Regions from separate parts of the Mus musculus genome. Here regions 2, 3, 4, 5, 6 and 7 are each linked to region 1. The links are chromatin contacts, called in public ChIA-PET, HiChIP or PLAC-seq and promoter capture Hi-C maps. All regions are on one chromosome and are shown on one strand. The core of a region is the stretch at or near the end of the contact, and the rest is flanking DNA. Distances in the headings are between cores, read along the strand shown. Region 1 holds the start of Kctd5 (potassium channel tetramerisation domain containing 5). Region 2 holds the start of E4f1 (E4F transcription factor 1). Region 3 holds the start of Flywch1 (FLYWCH-type zinc finger 1). Region 4 holds the start of Caskin1 (CASK interacting protein 1). Region 5 holds the start of 1520401A03Rik (elastin). Region 6 holds the start of Srrm2 (serine/arginine repetitive matrix 2). Region 7 holds the start of Eci1 (enoyl-Coenzyme A delta isomerase 1).

Region 1 (2,700 bases), core at 198-2,697:
CTAGAAGGCAATCCTCTAAGAGTGAAGAGATTTGGTCAACTCAGTAATGGTAACAGCTGGGAGGAAGGATATGAAGAACTACCATAGTAGTATCTCAAACTCTAACTTCTTGATTATTTTGCAGTAACTCAAGAGTTCATTTCCTGGTCATAATGCCAGGCCTCCCTCACTGAGAAGGTGCTCTGTTAGGCCGTTTAAAGTGCAATGGGCTCGATCTTTCTGGAAAACCTCCTGAGTAGTCACTTTCAGGCTGGCAAGGCACAAAATCAAGCACCATCATGTAGGCTGAACCAGAAAACTCAGTTAGTACAAGGCTAATAAACTGCCTAGGGGGAAAGGGGAGTGAACGATTTGTTCCTAAGTTTCAATCCTGCACAATACTAATTTTTCAGTATGCAGTACGACACACAACTTTTGTAATGATAATAATTGAAATACTTTCTATTACCACAGGTATTAACAGTATTAGCGTTTAATTAAATTAAAGATAGACAAACCACAAACTAAGCTGGAAATCCCTACCCTTTTCAAAGGCGGTGGGGAAATGAAGTCTGAAAAGGAGATGGAAAAAGATTCTCTACCTGGTCTCTTTCACAACCCTAAGATTTTTTGACACCTGGCCCCGAACATGAATTCAATACAAATAATTCATTTATTAGAATTAAACTGACACCTTTGAACATTTCTACTCAGGTGGTACCTTCTAAGAGATGCCGTGCCTGTCCTTATGAATGAGAAGGATAAAGCACAAACTCTGCAAATCACTGGAAAAAGGGTAGTCACTGTGTCAACCCCCATGGCCTACGTTAATTTAGACGTCTGGAATGTGAAAAGACCAGATGAATGCAAAGGGTTCTCAGGTTCCAAAGCCAGCAAATAGTTGGGCGGTGGTGGTCACACACCCTGGGCAAAAGAATCTGGGGAGAAGAAAGTAGGGCCACAGCAAAGCTTGGGTCCTTCTCGACCGAAGAGCATGAAAGAAGAAAGAGGCACTGTTAAACCAAAGGGCCGAGGCAGGTGGGTACCAGAGTGCCATCCTCCCTCCGGCCCGCTCCGCCGGGCGCCCTCATTGTGAAGAGGTGTGTGTCGCGAGTGGCGACTAGGGCGGCCAGACCCCTGCTGACCCGCGAGGCCCTCACCTTGTCCGAATCTAGGTCGGGGTCCGCCTGGCACAAGCGGTACAGGAAAGACTTCGGGTCCCGGCACAGCGTCTGCCGGGTGGTGAGGAAGTAGGTGCCGCCGACGTTGAGCCGGACCCACTTGGACACGCCACCGGGGCGCTGAGCCAGGGCGCCCATCCCAGCGCTGCAGCGGCGGCACAGGCCGCCCCCCAGCCCCGCCCCGAGGCCGCTCGGAGCCGGCGGCAGCAGCTCGCAGTGATTCTCCGCCATGATCCTAACAAGCCCCGCCACAGCGGCCCTTCGCCGGAAGCGTCCGTTCTTTAATACAGCCCCCCTGAGTTGTCCCGCCCATAGGTACGCCCCAATAAAGTGCCCGCCCAGGGCTCATGTGCAAGGCGGAAGTTCCGGCTCGAAAAGCAGGCCGGAGATTACCACTTCCGGCCGGAGCAAGTCTCGGGTTCTCACGAGCATCCTCGGCTCAAGCTCCGCCCCTACTCAAAGAGGCTCCATGGCAAACAAAGTGTACACTCTACATGCTTTTATTACAAGACTACCGAGCATACGAGGGAAATCCATCATCCGGTAATTACATCTAAAGCACAGATATTTGAAAAAAACAAAAAAAAGAAAAGTTGTTTCATTAAATTATATGATTAAACCATGACCAAATAGAAAATTTATATAATAAAGCCAGGAAAAAAGTTGTAAAATATAGTTTACAATAATTATTCACACTCAAGGCTGTACATCAATACATACAACAACGTGGCCCCAAACATGAATTCAATCCAAATAATTCATATATTAGAATTTAAATAACACAGACTGAACTAGAGGCCGACAATAGCCAGCAAATAACCTTATATAAGAATAAAAATACAAAAGTGTATATCCCAGTATCATTGCATTATCTGTTTTCATAAGTATTTTTAATTTTTCCTTTGCCTGTACATCACAGTTACAGCTACAGAACAGGTAGAGAATATTACACATGTTCTAACTGACTGCCACCAACCTGAATGACAGCAATTCATCCTACTGTACGTGGCTAATGGACCAGCCGCAGCAGCTCTAAATACTGTAACAGTTTTTAATTTGCACATGTCCAATCACACTATGGTCGTGGCTTTAACCTGCACAATGACCTACTTGTAGTCATTAACCCAGATGATTAAACTAGGGTGGACTACATGGGGAGGGAAAATTTTGCTATTTGTAAAAACTTTTGTTCAGTTTGGATTCTTCATATGGAAGAAATGAGTTACAGGGAATTTTCAGGTATTCATATTGGTTAATTCATTTGCTTACTGCTGCAAAAGTGCTTTTGACAGAAACAGCTTCCCTCACATTGCAGGCCATTTTTCCACATTCTGACTTATAACCCTGAAGTGTTAGGCCAGAAGCTAGGTATCTTCAGAGGTTCTGAGAGTGGTTCCAGCCCTGTTCAATGTCAGGGCCCTTGTCTTACCTTCTACCCACGAGGTGCTACACCCACTGGCATCAGCACCAGTTTATGTTGGGTTTTGCATTAAAACAAATAGAAACGTGTATAGGAGTATCTTCACCATATTCAGAGTTG
Region 2 (2,700 bases), core at 118-2,617, 380 kb after region 1:
CATAGTGAGACCCTGTCTTTAAAAAACAAAAACAAAAACCAGGAACTCAGCTGGATAGTGGTGGCTCATGCCTTTAATCCCAGCACTTGGGAAGCAGAGGCAAGCAGATTTTTGAGTTCGAGGCCAACCTGGTCTACAGAGTGAGTTCCAGGACAGCCAGAACTATACAAACACTGTCTCAAACAAACAAACAAACAAACAAACAAACAAAAAACCTAGAAACTCCAAAGAGTTCCCTGAGACGGTAACTGACTCTCTCCAAGCTGAAATAAGGGAAAAAAAAATTACAGTGGGACTGAGTTCTTTCATGACAAAGAGCAGCAATATACCAGTAATACTTGTCAAACCACTTCCTGTCTGATCAAATCTACAGCTCCGTGGAACTAATGCACAGGAGATACCCAAACCACCTCTAAAAAATATCAGCACCTAGAGACGTAATCCTTGGTGCCAACACAGCCCTCGGCATACAGACACGATTTTAACTCTTTGCCATACTCCTAGGAAAAATTAAAGGGTTTAAGAGAGGAGTTACAGCCCCGGCTCCAATCTGATCCTTGACAGGAACCAGATGGACGACCTTGAACCTCAATTATCTCCATCTCTGAAGTGAATAGTAGTAATGATAGTTCGCCTTTCGAGCTTGGTTTAAGTAATGGTACAAGTCGGATTGAGCGGGGGGTGTTCCGCACATTCTTGGAAGCGTTGCTCCACCCCGTAGGGAAGGCCCAGGTCCTCAGTGGGGCGGTGCCGCCTCCCCAGGTCAGGTCCCTAATCCCTGTCTGACAGAGCGGCCCCGCCTCCAGTCTCCAGCTCCGCCCGAACTAAGGCCCGAGTGGCAGAGGAGAAGCAGAAGCTAGGGCTGATGGGCGCTGAAGAGGAGCGAGCGATGTTTGTTTGGCCAGATCGACCCCAAGGGGCTGGAGAAATGGGCTCCCTGTGAGCCTCTGCATCTGGCCCAACGGGTTAGAGGCAGTCCGAAGGGAAACCTGTGAGAGTTGTGAAGGTTTACAGACACTCGAGTAGCCAGGATCCGGGCGAGACCGTACACCGCAGCCCGGACAGAGCCGCCCGCACCCCGGCCGCACCAGGCTTCGGTAGGCTCGTTACCTTCCTCGCTGAAGGGCGCTGGGAGCCCAAGGAAGCCGCCGGAGGACAAGGCCGCCGCCGCCGCAACCCCGCCCTCGCCCGCTTCACGCCCGGCTTCGGCCCGGGCTTCTGCCGTATGAGCGGCCGTCACCCGCACTGCCATCGCGCCCTCCATGTCGCAACGCGCCACAGGAAGATGGCGGATTTACGACCATGTCGTCATAACAACGGGCCGCACCGAGGGCTGCGTGTCCGACAGGCAGGGGGCGGGACAAAAACGAATTTGACGGACAGGCAAAAAGGCGGGGCTATGGGTTGCGGTCTAGCGCGTCAGTAGAGGTGGAGCTTGGCTCTTTGAGAGCCATCAGCGCCAGACATCAGGGCGGAAGTGGGCGTGGCTTGTGTTAAATTGGCAGGACTTGGTCCAAAGTGAACTATCCGTGGAGTAAGAACTCTCCCTTTCTCTCACTTTTTTAAAAAAAGATTTATTTACTTTATGTATATGAGTACATGTACAGCTGGTTGTGAGCCTTCATATGGTTGTTGGGAATTGAATTTTTAGGACCTCTGCTTGCTCCGGTTGCTCTGGTTGCCCCACTTGCTCAGGTCAACTCCACTTGCTCAGTCCCTGCTCGCTCAGGCCTAAAGATTTATTCATTAAGTACACTGTAGCTATCTTCAGACGCATCAGAAGAGGGCGTCAGATCTCTTTACAGGTGGTTGTGAGCCACCATGTGGTTGCTGGAATTTGAACTCAGGACCTTCAAAAGAGCAGTCAGTGTTCTTAACCGCTGAGCCATCTCTCCAACCCCTTCTCTCACTTTTTTGTTTTGTTTTTTTAATGTAGTATGGTTTGTCTGCATACATGTCTGTGCACCACGTGCATGCCTAGCGCCCGTGGGGCCCAGAAGAGGGTGTCTGACCTGGAACTGGAATTACAGATGAAGTTACATGTAGGTGTTGGGAAATGAACCTAGATACACAGCCAATGTGTTCTTAGCCGCCCAGAGAATCTGAACTCTTTAGGGTTGCTACCCAATATAGAATCCTGGACTCAGACCTGGGTTGCAATGTCAGAATTTCCTGGGCATGAGAAAGAACTCCATTTGGAGATAGTTCGAGTGCTCCTTTCCAAAGACTTTTTTTGTAAAGATTTATTTTATGTATAGGAGTACACTGTAGCTGTACAGATGGTTGTGAGCCTTCATGTGGTTGTTGGATATTGAATTTAGGACCTCTGCTTGCTCTAGTCAACCTCGCTCATTCAGTCTGTACTCACTCTGGCCCAAAGATTATTTATTATAAGTACACTGTAGCTGTCTTCAGACACAACAAAAGAGGGCGTCAGATCTCATTACAGGTGGTTGTGAGCCACCATGTGGTTGCTGGGATTTGAACTCAGGACCTTCAGAACAGTCAGTGCTCTTACCCACTGAGCCAGCGAGCCAGCCCCAAGACTTTTATTCGGTATATGAAAAGTATTGAAAAGTATACATAAAAGTGACCATTTGTGACATTTAGTACACCGACTGAGTTGAGCGCTTATCACCAAAATTGGTTAACTGATTGGTTCATTGGTCGATTTGAGACAGGGTCTGGCTTTGTAGCTCC
Region 3 (2,700 bases), core at 151-2,650, 300 kb before region 1:
GCAGACGCTGCAGCAGGACATGGTGATACATACCTTTAATTCCAGCACTCAGGAGGCAGGGGGTGGAGGAGCTCTGTGAATTTGAGGCCCACCTGAAGCCCACAGATGAGGGCTACATAGAAAAACCCTGTCTTGAAACAAACAAACAAAAAGGAATAAGGCAGAGAGTGATAAACAGCCTTGTGTATGCATGCACAGAGACACACAAACACACACTCAGAATGATAAGGAAAACCCACATGAGATGTGGGAAGCCAACTGATAGATTTCCGCAATCCTCCTAGATGAGAATCTTGGCTAGACGGATTCCTTTACCTAACAATTCAGCTTCACATCCCTCCCCCAGCAAAGCCATCTTCATCTGCATAAGTGAGCATGTATTATCAGCTCTCCTCTACTTCATATGCTGTTTTGTTCCCACAAGTCAGACTAGTGGCACTTGGGAGAACAATGAGATAAACATACCAGAAATCTAAACCAAGCCCCAGCAATGGTAAGGACCCTGGAAAGCAAAGAAGTTAAAAACAAAACATCATAACAAAAAGATCTTTCTTGGGGATGGTTATCTGATTGTAGAGTAAGGAGTAAAGGGGGGTTTAAAACTGTCAGATAAGCTAGGTCTTGAATCAATGGGTTAGCAAGTCAGTCATTTGGAATGGAATGGAACGGAACAGAAAGGAATGAATTAGAACACAGCCTAAATAGATCTGCGTCATGTGAGATTGGTAAGCGACTCTCTTTAAACTTGCGATTCACGAAATCTATCTTCAGGCACAGAATATACACATAAAACATCTTTCTCAGTCTAGAATGCGTCACAAAGTTTGAAAGCCACAATGGGCAACCTATAGTCTGAACGAGGAGGGGTAACAACCGGCAAAAAGTGCAAGGTCATTGGGACCTGCGGCCGCCAAGGATGGGCCGCGACGGAGGACAGAGCTGGATGGACATGCAATGGGTGGACACGGTTCAAGGAAGATGGGCGAATGTGTGGTCCCGGATTTAGAGGTGTTAAGATCGGTACAGGAGTCGAGTGGGTTGATGGAGAGATCAGGTAGAAAGGAGGCGCATCGTGGATGTCCGACAAAGAAGCACCCCATGCCCGAGCTACAGAGCTGGGGCCCCTCCCCAGCACCGGGCGCGACCCCAGGATAGCCGGACCAGGCATCGCTCCGCTGGTCCGACCCTCCCGCCCGCAGGGGCCCGTCCTCACCGACGGCAGCGGGCCCTGCCTCTCCGGCGGCTGAGCCACCCGATCCTTCGTGTGAGTGTCCGCCAACGCAGGCGCCGGCCTAGCAGCCGGGGCTGCTCTAGGAACCACGACCCCGCCGCCCGCTCCCGCCGCCAACTGCCCCCTGGGGAGCGAGCCCGTGCCCGCGCGCGCGCCCCCGCGAGACGCCTGCTTGGGAAGCCTAGAAACTACTAGCGAGCATGCGCAGCAGAGGCGCGGAGCCATTCCTGAGGCGGATACCACTTCTCCGGGTCTTCTCTGCGCAGTGTCAACTTGACACCCTAGCCAATCAGCATCAGGGGCGGGTCTACTAACAAGGAAGAAGGCGGGACAACCCATGGTCCCGCTACTGCATCCGGGAGGGCGGGGCGACAGGTGAATTTGTAGCAAGGATGCAGGCTGGGAGTCATCACTAAAAGGATGACAGCGCTATTGATAGAGAGAACAGGACTTTTATAGGATTTGACTGCATTCTTACGAAGTTGTAGCTTTGGCTTAAGTGCGTCTTTAGGCCTGTGACCTTCAGAACTTTCTTTTTTACATTTTAAGTATTTTATTTCTTTATTTTTTATTTTTATTTTTATTTTAAGACAGGGTTTCTCTCCGTAGCCCTGGCTGTCTTGGAATGCTCTCTATAGACCAGGCTGGCCTCAAACTCAGAGATCAGCCTGCCTCTGCCACCCTAGCACGGTGAGTACTGGGATCAAAGGCATGCGCCACTGCCACCCAGTTTTCTTCCTTCCTTCCTTTCTTTTTTATTTTTTAAAAAACATAACTCTGACATATTTTAAGTGTATTTTTAAAATGTATTTGGATGTTCTGTCTGCATGTGTATCTGTACACCATGTGCATTTCTGGTGCCTGTGGAGGCCAAAAGAGGGCATAGGATCTCCTGGAGTTGCCCAGAGTTATGAACCACCATGTGGGTGCTGGATATCAAGGCTGGGTCCTTTGGAAGCAGCCCAATGGTCTTCATAACTGAGCCAGTTCCAAAGAACATTCTTTTTTTTTTTTAAGATTTATTTATTTATTATATGTAAGTACACTGTAGCTGTCTTCAGACACTCCAGAAGAGGGCATCAGATTTCGTTACGGATAGTTGTGAGCCACCATGTGGTTGCTGGGATTTGAACTCTGGACCTTCGGAAGAGCAGTCGGCACTCTTAACCACTGAGCCATCTCGCCAGCCCTCCAAAGAACATTCTTATGCAGCACGTTGAAACCCTTAGATACCCCCCTCTCCCAATCCAGGACTATCTGAGATTTGAAATAGTGACAATAACAGATCGCATATTTAAATAAGAATCCAGGAGCTGAATGTGTGTGGCACAAATGAAACAGAAGCAAGAGAATCAGGAATTCAAGTCTTTCATCAGCTACATAGTGAATGTAAGGCAAGCCTGAGCTACATGAGACCCTGGGTTTTAAAAACAACAATATAGGTGAATAAGTAAGTAGAAGAGAAAGAT
Region 4 (2,700 bases), core at 75-2,574, 420 kb after region 1:
CTGGGGGCCTGTAGCACCTACACAGGAATGCAAAGCATTTTCTAGTCCTTGGCTGTTGTTTTCCAATCTGTAAAATGGAGACGGTAAGCTCAGCTTTATCCCAAATGGCCAGCACAACACCGGACCCTGGGACTAACTAGGAATCAGTCACTCTAATGGTCCAATGGAAGGATTTTTACATTTAGAGACCTCTTCTGAGAGCCTACCACATATCAGAAGACCTAGGCTCATTCCTCGAGCCTCATGACTTTATCATGATCAGAATTCCATGATAATACATTGGTTGTGCATATGTGAACCCTCACCGAATTCTCTCCACTGTAATGTTGGGTTGGGTGATGCTCTCTGCTCCTGCTTGTAATAAGGAAGCCGAGGGAGCAGAACCTCACTCAAGACAAGGATCTCAGCTGCTGTGTGTTCATAATGCTGCAGGCAACAGAGGAGGCCTGGCGCAGCCCAAGCCTTCAGGCAGGCAGGAGAAAGGTGAGGTGTTGGTCAAGCAGAGATGCAGACTGGGAACCCGTGCTAGGAGATTGCTTAGGTTGGGCTAGACTAGAATGGTTCTGGACGAGGCTGGGCCTTCATTGGTGCTGAGGACAGGAGGTTAAGATACTTCTTGGTGGATATAGACAGTTATATCCAAGTAGATGATGAGAGTGTCAAAGCCAAGCTCCCTTCCAGGCTGTCCTCGAAGGAGAACAGTCATCCTGCATTGTTGTGGAGGGAAGCCAGAGGCTGCCTGGGAAGAAGGTGTAGTTGGGGGGAGGAGGGGTACGGGTTCCCTGACACCGAATTCATTATTGGGAGATTCCTCTTCGCAATCTCTCAACACCTCCCACAGGAATCACGGGCCAGAAATGTCTGACAGCCTCTGGAGGGCCGGCACCGGTGGCACTTGTGCCCGGCTTCCCGCCCGCCCACTGCCTCCGAGTCCCTCCCCCTCAGGTCCCGCAGCCTCGAGAAACCTCTCCTAGGTTTAGGCTTGCGTCGCCGCCGTGCCGGTGCTCGGTGGCCAGCCCCCCTGCGCACCGTCCTCTGTCCCTGGCTGTCGTCTTCGGTTCCCCGCTGTCCGCAGAGGCCTAGCCTGACCCGCGCACCCAAACGTGGGGAGGGGGCGTCGGGCGCGGGGGCGGAGCCTCGGAGCCAGGCGCGCGGCCGGCGCGGGCTGACGGAGGTCAGCGGCCGCGGGAGCGGACCCAGGCGTCCGGGAGGCGGCTCAGACGCGGCGCGCCACCGGGTGCCGGCCGCCGCCGCCGGCTCCCGCCCCTGGGCCGCCCCCCGCCCGTGACGCGCTATCCGTCCCTCCGCGTCGGAGCCCCAGCCCCAGTTCGAGCCCGAAACCCCAGCCCGAGCCCGAGTCCGAGCCCGAGCCCGAACCCACGGAGGGCGCTGGGCGGCGGGCGGCGCAGGGAGCGCGGGCTGGAAAGGATGCGATCGCAGACGCGGAGCCGCTGCTGCGTCTGAGCCGCCGAGAGCACCAAGCGCCGCGTCGCTGCGGGCCCGGCGGCGCCATGGGGAAGGAGCAGGAGCTGGTGCAGGCAGTGAAGGCGGAGGACGTGGGGACCGCGCAGAGGCTGCTGCAGAGGCCGCGGCCGGGGAAGGCCAGTGAGTGCGGGGGGCGCGCGGGGCGCGGGCGGGGCCCACCCCGCCGGGGTGCAGGGCGAGGAAGGGATGCTGTGGGTCTCCCGGGGTGGGGCGGGGCCAGGAGCGCTCAGACCCTTGGTCCGCGCCCCCCTTCTCGCCCTAGCTCTGGAGGAGGGGCGGCAACGAGCGCAGAACTGTCCGCCCAGCCCCCTGCGGGCACCTGCGGCACCCACCGTCCCTGAGGCCGCTGGCGATCACATCCTCCCTCGGATCTCCTCCCTTTCCAGGCTGCAGGCTGATGATTTCTACTTGTGCTTTTAAGGGCGAGGCGGATTCCCCCCACCCCCCAAGAGACATTGTAGAGAGAGGGAGGGGCCCTTGCAGTGAGGGGCGACCAGAGGCTAGCAATCTCTGTCAGACCCCTTCCCCACCCTATGTTTAATAACACGCTTTGCAGGGAAAGGGGTGGGGTGGGGGACCACGCTGGGGGTGTGGCTGCCCAGGCATGGCCAGTGGGGGCCATTTACTGATGAGGGAGTGAAACACAGGCGCCCAAGGTCGCCCAGCCCTGGGGCAGGCTGGGCTTCAGACAGGGACAGCCTGGGGGATAAGGACTGTAGGCTCTTGCAGGCTTCTGCAGACCTTGGTCGTCCCTGGCTTTTTCTGCTGGAAAAGGGGGCCAAGGATCTGTAATGGATCTCCCACACCATTCCTAGCTTGTGCCCTGGGGGTCCAGGGAAGGCCTCGGAGCTTGGAGCTTTGATTCTGGCTCTCAACCCTGCTCATCCTAGAGCCTCCCTAGGGGCCTCTGGAGATGGATTGATGGGCGTGTGGACTAGCCAAGTGCGCAGCTGTGTATGTATGACCGTGTCAGTGTGTCAGGGCACCTGTGCAGGCACTGCAGGTCAACACATGGGACCTGGGTGCTTTCACTTCCAACCCACCATCGTAAGCTGCGGGGAGGGGGCCCCATTTCTCCAGGGGGCTGCTGAGACACGGGACCGTCTGGAGTGGCTCCTGTCCACTTTGCTTTTGGAGGAAGGACACTGGTGCCTCCAGGGCACACAGGCAGCCTGGGAAGCTCCACTTACTAGAGCTGGCTTTAGGGCCTCAAGG
Region 5 (2,700 bases), core at 169-2,668, 350 kb before region 1:
TCGTTTTTTTGTTTTGTTTTGTTTTAATTGAGTTTTCTTTTTCTTTCTTTCTTTTTTTAAGATTTTATTTATTTTATGTATGTGAGTACACTGTAGTTGTCTTCAGGCACACCAGAAGAAGGCATTACAGATGGCTGTGAGCCACCATGTGGTTTCTGGGAATTGAATTCAGGACCTCTGGAAGAACAGTCAGTGCTCTTAACCACTGAGCCATCTCTCCAGCCCCAGGAATATTGTTATAGTACCCACTGGCCTCCAATTCCTAGGCTCATGTGACCTTTCTGCCTCAGCCGCCTCTGTGCTTGGGGTATAGACATGTACCAGTGCAGTTTTTTGTTTGTTTGTTTGTTTTGTTTTGTTTTGTTTTTTGTTACTGTGTGTGTGTTAGTGTGTTTTAATCATTATGAATTAGACTTTGAGGAATAAATGGTTGGAAGAAGGGGAGGCCTGTCCAGAAAACGGAGCTGGCAGAAAATAGCTCTAAATAGTTGGAGAGGGACCTGTCTAGGGTTCTCAACAAGGACTAGACCAAGTCACAACTGTTCTGGCTCTCAAAGTCACTAAAGCAAAGGGAAGGGCTTGGAGGTGGGCGGTACCCCAGCTCTTGATCTCAGGCTTAAGTAGGGCCTGGCCTTCCTTCCCACTGTTGTTCCAAGAGATTGCAGGAGCATTTTAGAGAGATTGGCTATAAAGCATGATTTTTCACTTCTAGTTGAAATCAATAAAGGTCCCTTTCTCCATGAAGCAAGCTCCACCCCACTTTGTTCTGTGCAGACCTTCTTTAAAGAAATTGTCCTAGGTTCCTCGGCTCCACGTTTAGAAGAAAAGTGACAACCCATCATGTACCAGAGGTTGTGAGGCCAGGAAGTGACTGAGAGGAGTCAGTTGAGCACAAGGTTCTGAGCTAAAGGATGTAAGAATCGGCCTCAGACAGCCTATTTACAAGGAGACTCCACCGTCTTAGAACAGGCGCTACCAATCGCTATCCTGGGATGATGAAGACCGGTGTCTGAATATGCATAAGATTATAAGTAGTGGGACATTCGCTTGTGCTGTCCCCAGTGGCAACTCCTTGAGGAGATGCCACTTGGCTGCAGGGCCCTTACCTGCCCCTTTTATGGACACGAATATTAAGGCAGCCAATAGAGAGCAGCTGGTGTGGGGACCATAGTGTGAAGGCCGACAAATACCGACAGAGAGGGGCCAAGGATCGTTCCCGCCGCAATAGGCCTCGAAGAGTTGCGTCTGCGCAGTGAGAGCGCTCCGGCAAACTTCGGAGGCGGGGAGACCTCGGTGCGCACGCAAGACGCGAGGCGGGGCCAATGCCCCGGGCGCTAGACCCGCTGCACCAGGCGGGGGCGGGACCACGGGCGAGCCTGGGCGGGGCCTCGAGGCCGGTTTGGAATTTTTGGCGCGAGCTGGCTCCGCGCGCGTTCACGGGCGGTTCCCCTTCTTGGAGGGTGCTTCGTCCCGGTGTCCAGAGGCCCCGCTGCCCGACCCCGGCCTGCCTGGCCTCTGTGAGGTCCCCAGCGGCCCCCGCCGACCCGGAACCTGGGACCTCGCTGCTGCGCCACGCTGCGCCACGCTGCGCCACGCCCAGCCTCCCCAGGTGAGCCCACACCCGGGTGAGATCTCCCGGTTGCGCCGCTCTTCCGCCGGCGCCCTGGCCCGCGCTCCTGCCGCGCTGCGCCCCGCGACTGCCCTCCGGCCTCTTCTCAGTATCCGGTCACCCCCCCACCCCCCTGCAGCAGCCCCACCCCTCCGTGTCTGTCACGGGCCGGACTAGCCCTCGGATGACTCCAGGTCAGCGCTGTCGCCCACGCCCCGCCTACTCCCGCGGGTCCCCTGTCCCTTCCCATTGGGCGCTCCTTTTCCAGCACTGCCTCTCTTTCTCCCGCGGCTCTCTGGGAAGAGCCCCTCCACCCCCGGGTGACAGCCTGTTTACGCAATGGTTTGTCAGAGTTCCCCCTCGCCTACCGAACGGATTCAGCAGTGGCCCTGCACGGGAGAAACTCACAGTCTAACGCTAGATGGTGGTCAACAGATGGGTACAGCTCAGTAAGAGGGTGAGGTCCCTGGAAACCCAGTGGCTCAGGGACACTCTGTACTCAGCCGGGACTCCACTACCAACCCTTCTCACCCCATAAAAGCTGTTTGACCAGGCCAGAGGTATTAGAATGTAAATGACCAGTGATGTTGAAATGAAAATGGCATTGAGAGGGAATGGTCTCTCTGGCTGAAACAGAAGGTGATGGACTCCCAGGTGCTAGGCATGGAGACTGTATTCCTTCTTCCTTTAAAAAAAAAAAGTTTTTACTCTTTTTAATGCATGTGTATTTTTGTCTGTTTGTGCCTAGTGCCCACATAGGTCAGAAAAGGGTGTCAGATCCCTTTGGAATTGGAGTTACAGACGCTTGTGTGTCAGGGAATCAAACCTGGTCCTTTGGAAGGGCAGCAAGTACTCTTACCTCCCCCACCCACGTCCCCTTCAAGACTGTAGGTTTAATTAACAAGCATGATCGTGGATCCTTACAGAAGACCTGGGATGGGATTTGTTTTTTTTTTTCTTAGGGTGGGCATCAAATGCAGGACGCTGATGGTGCCAGGCATGTACTCTATCACTAAGCTAAAGGCCACCTCTGGGATGGGATTCTTGAAGTAAATAGATCCATAACAAGAGGGCCTTCCAGCAAGCCTCTT
Region 6 (2,700 bases), core at 7-2,506, 270 kb before region 1:
ACAATATCGGACACCCAAGAACTCATGACAGACCGAGCTTGTTGCAAACCACATGAGGCTTTATTTGGGGAAAGCCAGAGCTCTGGGGACAACTCATATCCCACGCAGGGGTAGAGGAGTCGTCCTCGAGGGGAAAGAGTTTCCAGTTTTTATAGGCCCTCAGGGGGGAAAGGAGAAGGGGGAGATTAGGGGATTTCCAGATCTAAACAATGTCTATTCTCAAGAAATGGGTATGGAGGGGTACAAGGAGAGTCTAATGAAGGTGCAGCAATGAGCACACACCTGGTCAGAACATTGGCAGACACACAGGTTCAAGGAGTGGCCAGAGCATTGTGCACCTCTATTTTTCTAAATCAGTGAAGCTAGTTCTGCTAACACTGACGTCTATCTTGCCAATTTCAGGGCTTCTGTGTCCTTTTACATTCTGCCAGGATCTTTCAGTGCCTCAGTGGTGGGGCCCTTGCTACCGAGTGAGAGGCACTGGGACAAACTCCCGGAACCGTGCTATAGGGCCAGGAAATGGAACTGCATTCTCACATTCCTCCACTTACATGGCATAGTCTCTATAGGCGAAAAGTAATCACTTAGTCTCTTTGCCCAAAGGTAAGAGAAAGTATTTTTTAGTGGTCTGCAAGCCCCACTTCAGATAGGACTACAGAGGTGGAAACTGTGGAAAGCACCGGATACTGGGCCAGAAGCCGGGTTCAAGTGGCTCCAGAGCTGTCAGGTGGCTTGACTCTGAAGCACCTCTTCCTGCGAAGAAGACTCGGTGCTGTGGGGCCTCGTACACATTAAAGAAAACCATGGTCACAGTGACTAGGTAAAGCTGCTGAGCCACTGCCACCCAACACGGTCACATAAAATGGCGACCCTGCCTAGCGGAGGAGTCTTACGCGTTTTCTCTCTAAAACCGAACTACAGCTCCCAGAACTCTGTGCGCGGAAGGCGTGCGTCTGAGCTACTCCCGGGTGTTGTGGGTTGCGGCCCCCGCGCCCCTCCCCCCTCCTACAGAAGTTTTTTTTCAGCCGACCTTGCAGCTTCGGTACGGAGCCACGCCTTTCCCCGCAGTGCCCGACGGGACTCGGGGTTTTTCGACTTTTCAGTAGCACGTCCCTTCGCCTAAGGTCCTCCTTGTGGCTTCAACGCCTGCGCACGACGCACTACGGTTCCCAGAGGGCCCAGCGGCTCTCATGATTGCGTGCTGACGCACTAGGTCGTGCTGACGCGCAACGCTGCCCAGGCGGGGTGCGAGTGGCGCAGTCGAAGCCCGCTGCGGCCCCTGAGGAAGCGAGGAGGCGGCGGCGGCGGCGGCTGAGGCGGGCGGACCGACGAGGCGGCGGCTTCAGGCTCCGAGGGATACGAAAACTTAAGCAGCAGCTGCGGCGGGACCTCCCTGTTTGACAGTCGGCGGCCGGAGGCGGCGGCGGCGGGTGAGAGAAAGGGAGCGCGCTAGCCGGGTGGGGGAGGGGCGGCGGGCTGGGCCGGAGGCTAGAGCGCGGGGAGAACGGCCCAGGCCGCCGCGCGCACGCGTGCTCGTCGCCTCGGCCGGCGCGGTCGCCTTCCCTTCCTCCCCTCCCCCTCCCGCGGTTCCTGGGACGCGCGGCCTTCAACTCCTCCGCCCCTCCCCCACACGGCCGCGGCGCGCGCGGCCGCCTGGTCTCGTCCGCGCGCCCCCGGTGAGACAGCATTGCGCGAGGCTCTGCTTCTCTCCTTTGCTCTACCTGGGGCTGAGGAGGCCGTCGTTCCGCGGTCGTCCTCTTCGGTCTTTTAGGGGGCGGGGAGAGGGCGGCAGCGGAGGTACTTGTCCCCCGCCCGAGCTTCGGACCTGCTGGTACCTCTCCTCGATCGGCTCCGGCGTGGGTCCACGGGCCCTGCTAGGGGCCTGAGAAACGGCCAGAGCCGCCCAGACCGCGGGGCGCCGCGTGGCCCCCTCCCCCCTCCTCGAGGCCGAAAATAAGCTGGGCTGCCCAGTGGGCGGCGGGAGGAGGCCTTGAACTTTCGGAGGCCAGGATTTAAACCGTTCGTCCTCGTTAGTATCAGAGGCTGTGAGTGTGTGCGTGGGGGTGGGGGATCCCCAAGTCTTAAAAAGTGAGGATAATAAAACCGCGAAAGTATTCAGCCTGCGTGTATAAGGAAGACCAATGTGCTCCTTTCAACCCTGTTATTTTATTTCTTTTTTACGGTTTGGTTTTATGAGCTAGGGCCTCTAAATAGTCTTGGTTGGTCTGGCACTAACCGTGTAGATCAGGCTAGCATTGAACTCAAGAAATCTGCCTGCCTCTGTGGGATCAAAGGCATGAGACACCATGTCTGGCTCCTACCCTGGTTTTTGTTTTTTGTTTTTTTTTTCCCCGGAGACAGGGTTTCTCTGGCTGTCCTGGAACTCACTCTGTAGACCAGGCTGGCCTCGAACTCAGAAATCCGTCTGCCTCTGCCTCCACACCCGGCTCCTACCCTGTTTTTAAAAAGGTCTCCTCAAATATTAAAGCTAAGCCTTTTAGAGCTTTTCGATGGGGAAAAAATTCTTGACTTAATAGCCTGGCTTCAGTCAGCCATTACTTGGTGATGACGTTCTTCCTTGCTGTTTCCATCTTACAGTTCTTTTAAGATGTCTCTTAATTGTGGATTCAAAAGGAAACTATTGCCTTTTTCCGTGGGAGTGGGGCCTAGGCCTGGATGTATACTGTAGCTTGTATGTTT
Region 7 (2,700 bases), core at 187-2,686, 350 kb after region 1:
TCTAGCCAAGTGAGGGTCTGTAGAGAAGGATCCCTTACTGGGTACAGCAGTTGAGATATCTCCTCTACAGAAGGGTTCTGGCTTGTAGAGCTACTGTTGGTTCACGGCTGCTCCCATAGAGGTGCCCTGTAGTTTTCTGGCTAGAAAGTTCATCCCTTCAGTTCTTGATAGGCTGGTAGCAGAGCCAGCTGGAACCTATGGCAGCACACGGATTTCCACAGATGACCCAGAACCAGACAGCCTGGTCTAGCCCCCGCTGTGCCACACCTGTGCAAAGGACCACACTGCTCTTCTGTTCGGCCGACCATGCCCTGCTGAGTACGCTTCAACTTAGAGGGCTAAAACCTTTGAAGGATTCCTCCACAAATGGTTACCTTTCTGTCCCCGTGTCTCTGTTACTTTCTAGAATTTGTGAGCCAGTTCTACAGGGTCCTCATGAAACCTACCCCACCCCGTTGTCACCTGCCATTCATGGTGATGTTGCAGGTTAACCTTGGCAGTGTGTACATTGCCCCTTTTTGCTTTTATTGTACAGTCAGTACTATAAAATTTGTTTTGAGTTTTATAACTTTGTAGCATTTTAGATAAGGTTGTGTTTGTACTTGTGTAGAGTGAAAGGACTGTTGAATAAAACCTAGGATTAGAATGCAAATTGAGTGCTGGTTTTACTGTCTGTCTTAGTCCAGAAGAGTCATAATTTGTATGACTCAACTAAGAACTCACTTTGAGTTTAATCCCCAAAGTGGCATTTCTAAAAGCCAGGAGGACAGGTGGTGAGACGGCCTGGGGCTCAGAAGCTGACTCTGCCTGAGATGCTGCCGCCGCAGGAAAACTGGGAGGGACAGTTCTCTCTTCTGTCTCATACTGGTGCACCACAGAAGAAAAGTCTTAACCAAGAAGGAAGACTTCAGCCCGGCGTGGTGGCGCACGCCTTTGATCCCAGCACTTGGGAGGCAGAGGCAGGCAGATTTCTGAGTTCAAGATCAGCCTGCTCTACAGAGTGAGTTCCAGGACAGCCAGGACTACACAGAAACCCTGTCTCAAAAAACCAAAAAAAAAAAAAAAAAAAGAATAAAAGGAAGACTTCTTGTGTTTGTGCCCCTTGAGTATTGAGTCAAATAAAAATGCACTATTTGGGGCAAATAGCCTAGGTAAAGCCTCCCAGTCACCCCTGTGCTGGCAAGGCCGTCTGTTTTTCACTACGGTGCCAGCCTTGATTTATGGTCCTAATCCCAGCTCTGCAAGTGCCTCTGAGCTCTGGCAGCTCGCCCCAGCAGAATGAAAGCACTCTTGGACACACACCCTGCCCTAACTGGCACAGGGGAAACCCAGTCCTCTGGACGCTGCGGACTGGCTAACCTTGGCCTTGTGGGGCGGGGCCGGCCGGAGAGGAGGAGTCTGCAAGGCCGGGCTGGAAGCGAAGCCGCTGGCTCTGTAGTCCCCACTGATATCCAAGATGGCGCTGGCTGCTGCGCGTCGCCTTCTGCTGCACGCGGGTGCGTGGCCCGGGCGAGAGCGCTGGTGCAGGGCCTCACAGGGCTGGGTGCGCGGGCGGCGGTGGCGAGAGTCTGGGCGTGCTTGCTAACGTGCTCCGGGCTGTCTGCAGGATCCCGCCTCGGGCGCAGGGAAGCGGTGGACGGCGCGCGGCGCTTCGCTAACAAGCGGGTGCTGGTGGAGACGGAGGGCCCGGCAGGTGAGAGGGAGGGAGGGCCACATCTCGTTCATGTCCTCGGGCTCCGAGCCCACACGGTCTGTGAGGTCGGGCTGACGATGAGCTCTTGGAATTCCCAAAAGCAGGGAGTGAGCATAAGCTCACATAAACTCAGATTCTGATTAAAACCTAAGTTCATACCGGGCGGTTTAAATGACAGAATGGGTGAGTTTTTAAAGCTTTGGTTAAAGTTCCTAAAGTTATGGTCTGTTACTTAAACTATTAGTTAAGAATGATTATAGCTTGCGGCGGTGGCTCATGCTTGTAAACTCAGCTGAAGCCAGTCTGAGCCACGTGAGACAGTGTCTCAAAAATCTCACAAAAATGATTGGGAGCGTTTTTGAATATTTTCCTAATACTGGAATGTGGCACAGCAACATTTTCCTAGTTAATGTTGGGTCGCTCCCTGCCCACAACAGAAGGAAGCACCTCCCCTCACAAGCAGAGGCAGGAGGATGGTGAAGTTGAGGCCAACCTGGGCTACGGCTGGAGCCTGCTTTTCCTGTGCTGTTTTGTTTTTTAAAGTGACGATGCGGGGAGAGGGGGAGATTGTAATTTTCCAGGACAGTGACAATGCACTTATGGAAGAAAAACCTGGGAGGGGAGGACAGAGCTAGGGCTAGAGCTTAGGATCACAGTCTATAGGGGGAGGGAGCATTCAACCTAGACATGGAGGTCAAAGTCTGCAAAGTCTGGATTCCCCCCCCCCCAGAGTGATAGAATATGAGTGCACTGGAGAGAGAAAGAAGTGCCTTAATAGTGCCAGACCTGCAGGCTTCAATCCCAGTACCACAAAAGGAAATAAATAAAAATACTACAATAGGTAGCAGTAAAAACTATACCATGGCAAAGTCAGTGGATTATACACTTAAAGGTGACAAGATGTTTAGACTATCATGTAGATGTCATCACAATTTAGAGTAATAAGGTAGTGGCATATATTTTTACATGTATATATTTACCTATATATTTTATATATAATTTTAAGT

Evidence for each region. Promoter capture Hi-C pulls out the DNA fragments that hold promoters and counts their contacts. ChIA-PET counts read pairs in DNA pulled down with a chosen protein or histone mark. HiChIP or PLAC-seq counts read pairs in DNA pulled down with a chosen protein or histone mark.
Region 2: an H3K27ac HiChIP or PLAC-seq map of extraembryonic endoderm stem cells shows a contact between it and region 1, with 11 times the contacts expected there. The contact joins the promoter of E4f1 here to the promoter of Kctd5 in region 1. A contact is called at or near these places in 7 of 39 promoter capture datasets (the HPC-7 cell line, cranial neural crest, embryonic stem cells and 4 more), 2 of 115 datasets of contacts at active chromatin or transcription factors (extraembryonic endoderm stem cells and memory CD8 T cells) and 1 of 9 other capture datasets (liver).
Region 3: a contact with region 1 is called in a promoter capture Hi-C map of the HPC-7 cell line. The contact joins the promoter of Flywch1 here to the promoter of Kctd5 in region 1. A contact is called at or near these places in 6 of 39 promoter capture datasets (the C10 cell line, the HPC-7 cell line, cranial neural crest and 3 more), 5 of 115 datasets of contacts at active chromatin or transcription factors (the 230-238 cell line, bone marrow-derived macrophages, embryonic stem cells and 2 more) and 2 of 9 other capture datasets (liver and pancreatic islet).
Region 4: a FOXA1 HiChIP or PLAC-seq map of pancreatic cancer cells shows a contact between it and region 1. The contact joins the promoter of Caskin1 here to the promoter of Kctd5 in region 1. A contact is called at or near these places in 4 of 39 promoter capture datasets (cranial neural crest, fetal liver, maxillary cranial neural crest and 1 more), 2 of 115 datasets of contacts at active chromatin or transcription factors (microglia and pancreatic cancer cells) and 1 of 9 other capture datasets (adipose tissue).
Region 5: a FOXA1 HiChIP or PLAC-seq map of pancreatic cancer cells shows a contact between it and region 1. The contact joins the promoter of 1520401A03Rik here to the promoter of Kctd5 in region 1. A contact is called at or near these places in 4 of 39 promoter capture datasets (the C10 cell line, cranial neural crest, embryonic stem cells and 1 more), 2 of 115 datasets of contacts at active chromatin or transcription factors (memory CD8 T cells and pancreatic cancer cells) and 1 of 9 other capture datasets (liver).
Region 6: an RNA polymerase II ChIA-PET map of memory CD8 T cells shows a contact between it and region 1, with 82 read pairs. The contact joins the promoter of Srrm2 here to the promoter of Kctd5 in region 1. A contact is called at or near these places in 7 of 39 promoter capture datasets (the C10 cell line, the HPC-7 cell line, cranial neural crest and 4 more), 3 of 115 datasets of contacts at active chromatin or transcription factors (effector CD8 T cells, embryonic stem cells and memory CD8 T cells) and 1 of 9 other capture datasets (pancreatic islet).
Region 7: a promoter capture Hi-C map of the HPC-7 cell line shows a contact between it and region 1. The contact joins the promoter of Eci1 here to the promoter of Kctd5 in region 1. A contact is called at or near these places in 14 of 39 promoter capture datasets (the 3T3-L1 cell line, the C10 cell line, the HPC-7 cell line and 10 more), 2 of 484 Hi-C or Micro-C datasets (CD4 T cells and nephron progenitors), 16 of 115 datasets of contacts at active chromatin or transcription factors (the 230-238 cell line, the NIH/3T3 cell line, bone marrow-derived macrophages and 8 more) and 3 of 9 other capture datasets (adipose tissue, liver and pancreatic islet).

Annotation. Positions count from the first base shown.
Region 1 is chr17:24,072,038-24,074,737 of GRCm38.p6, forward strand. It overlaps Kctd5 (potassium channel tetramerisation domain containing 5), which reads right to left and starts at 1,448. Exons shown (of 6, transcript NM_027008.2): 1 at 1,140-1,448. The coding sequence starts at 1,391. Pdpk1 (3-phosphoinositide dependent protein kinase 1) reads right to left here. Exons shown (of 14, transcript NM_011062.4): 14 at 1,643-2,700.
Region 2 is chr17:24,454,025-24,456,724 of GRCm38.p6, forward strand. E4f1 (E4F transcription factor 1) reads right to left here and starts at 1,368. Exons shown (of 14, transcript NM_001301784.1): 1 at 1,111-1,368. The coding sequence starts at 1,264.
Region 3 is chr17:23,770,202-23,772,901 of GRCm38.p6, forward strand. It overlaps Flywch1 (FLYWCH-type zinc finger 1), which reads right to left and starts at 1,401. Exons shown (of 8, transcript NM_001357994.1): 1 at 1,214-1,401.
Region 4 is chr17:24,487,459-24,490,158 of GRCm38.p6, forward strand. Caskin1 (CASK interacting protein 1) reads left to right here and starts at 1,325. Exons shown (of 20, transcript NM_027937.2): 1 at 1,325-1,605. The coding sequence starts at 1,512.
Region 5 is chr17:23,725,033-23,727,732 of GRCm38.p6, forward strand. It overlaps 1520401A03Rik (elastin), which reads right to left and starts at 1,419. Exons shown (of 41, transcript XM_017317755.2): 1 at 1,107-1,419. It overlaps Pkmyt1 (protein kinase, membrane associated tyrosine/threonine 1), which reads left to right and starts at 1,304. Exons shown (of 8, transcript NM_023058.3): 1 at 1,304-1,609.
Region 6 is chr17:23,801,969-23,804,668 of GRCm38.p6, forward strand. It overlaps Srrm2 (serine/arginine repetitive matrix 2), which reads left to right and starts at 1,257. Exons shown (of 15, transcript NM_001368687.1): 1 at 1,257-1,430. It overlaps Gm52285 (a long non-coding RNA gene), which reads right to left and starts at 1,804. Exons shown (of 2, transcript XR_003952234.1): 1 at 1,722-1,804.
Region 7 is chr17:24,425,247-24,427,946 of GRCm38.p6, forward strand. Eci1 (enoyl-Coenzyme A delta isomerase 1) reads left to right here and starts at 1,437. Exons shown (of 7, transcript NM_010023.4): 1 at 1,437-1,496; 2 at 1,607-1,693. The coding sequence starts at 1,457. It overlaps Rnps1 (RNA binding protein with serine rich domain 1), which reads left to right. Exons shown (of 9, transcript NM_009070.2): 9 at 1-652.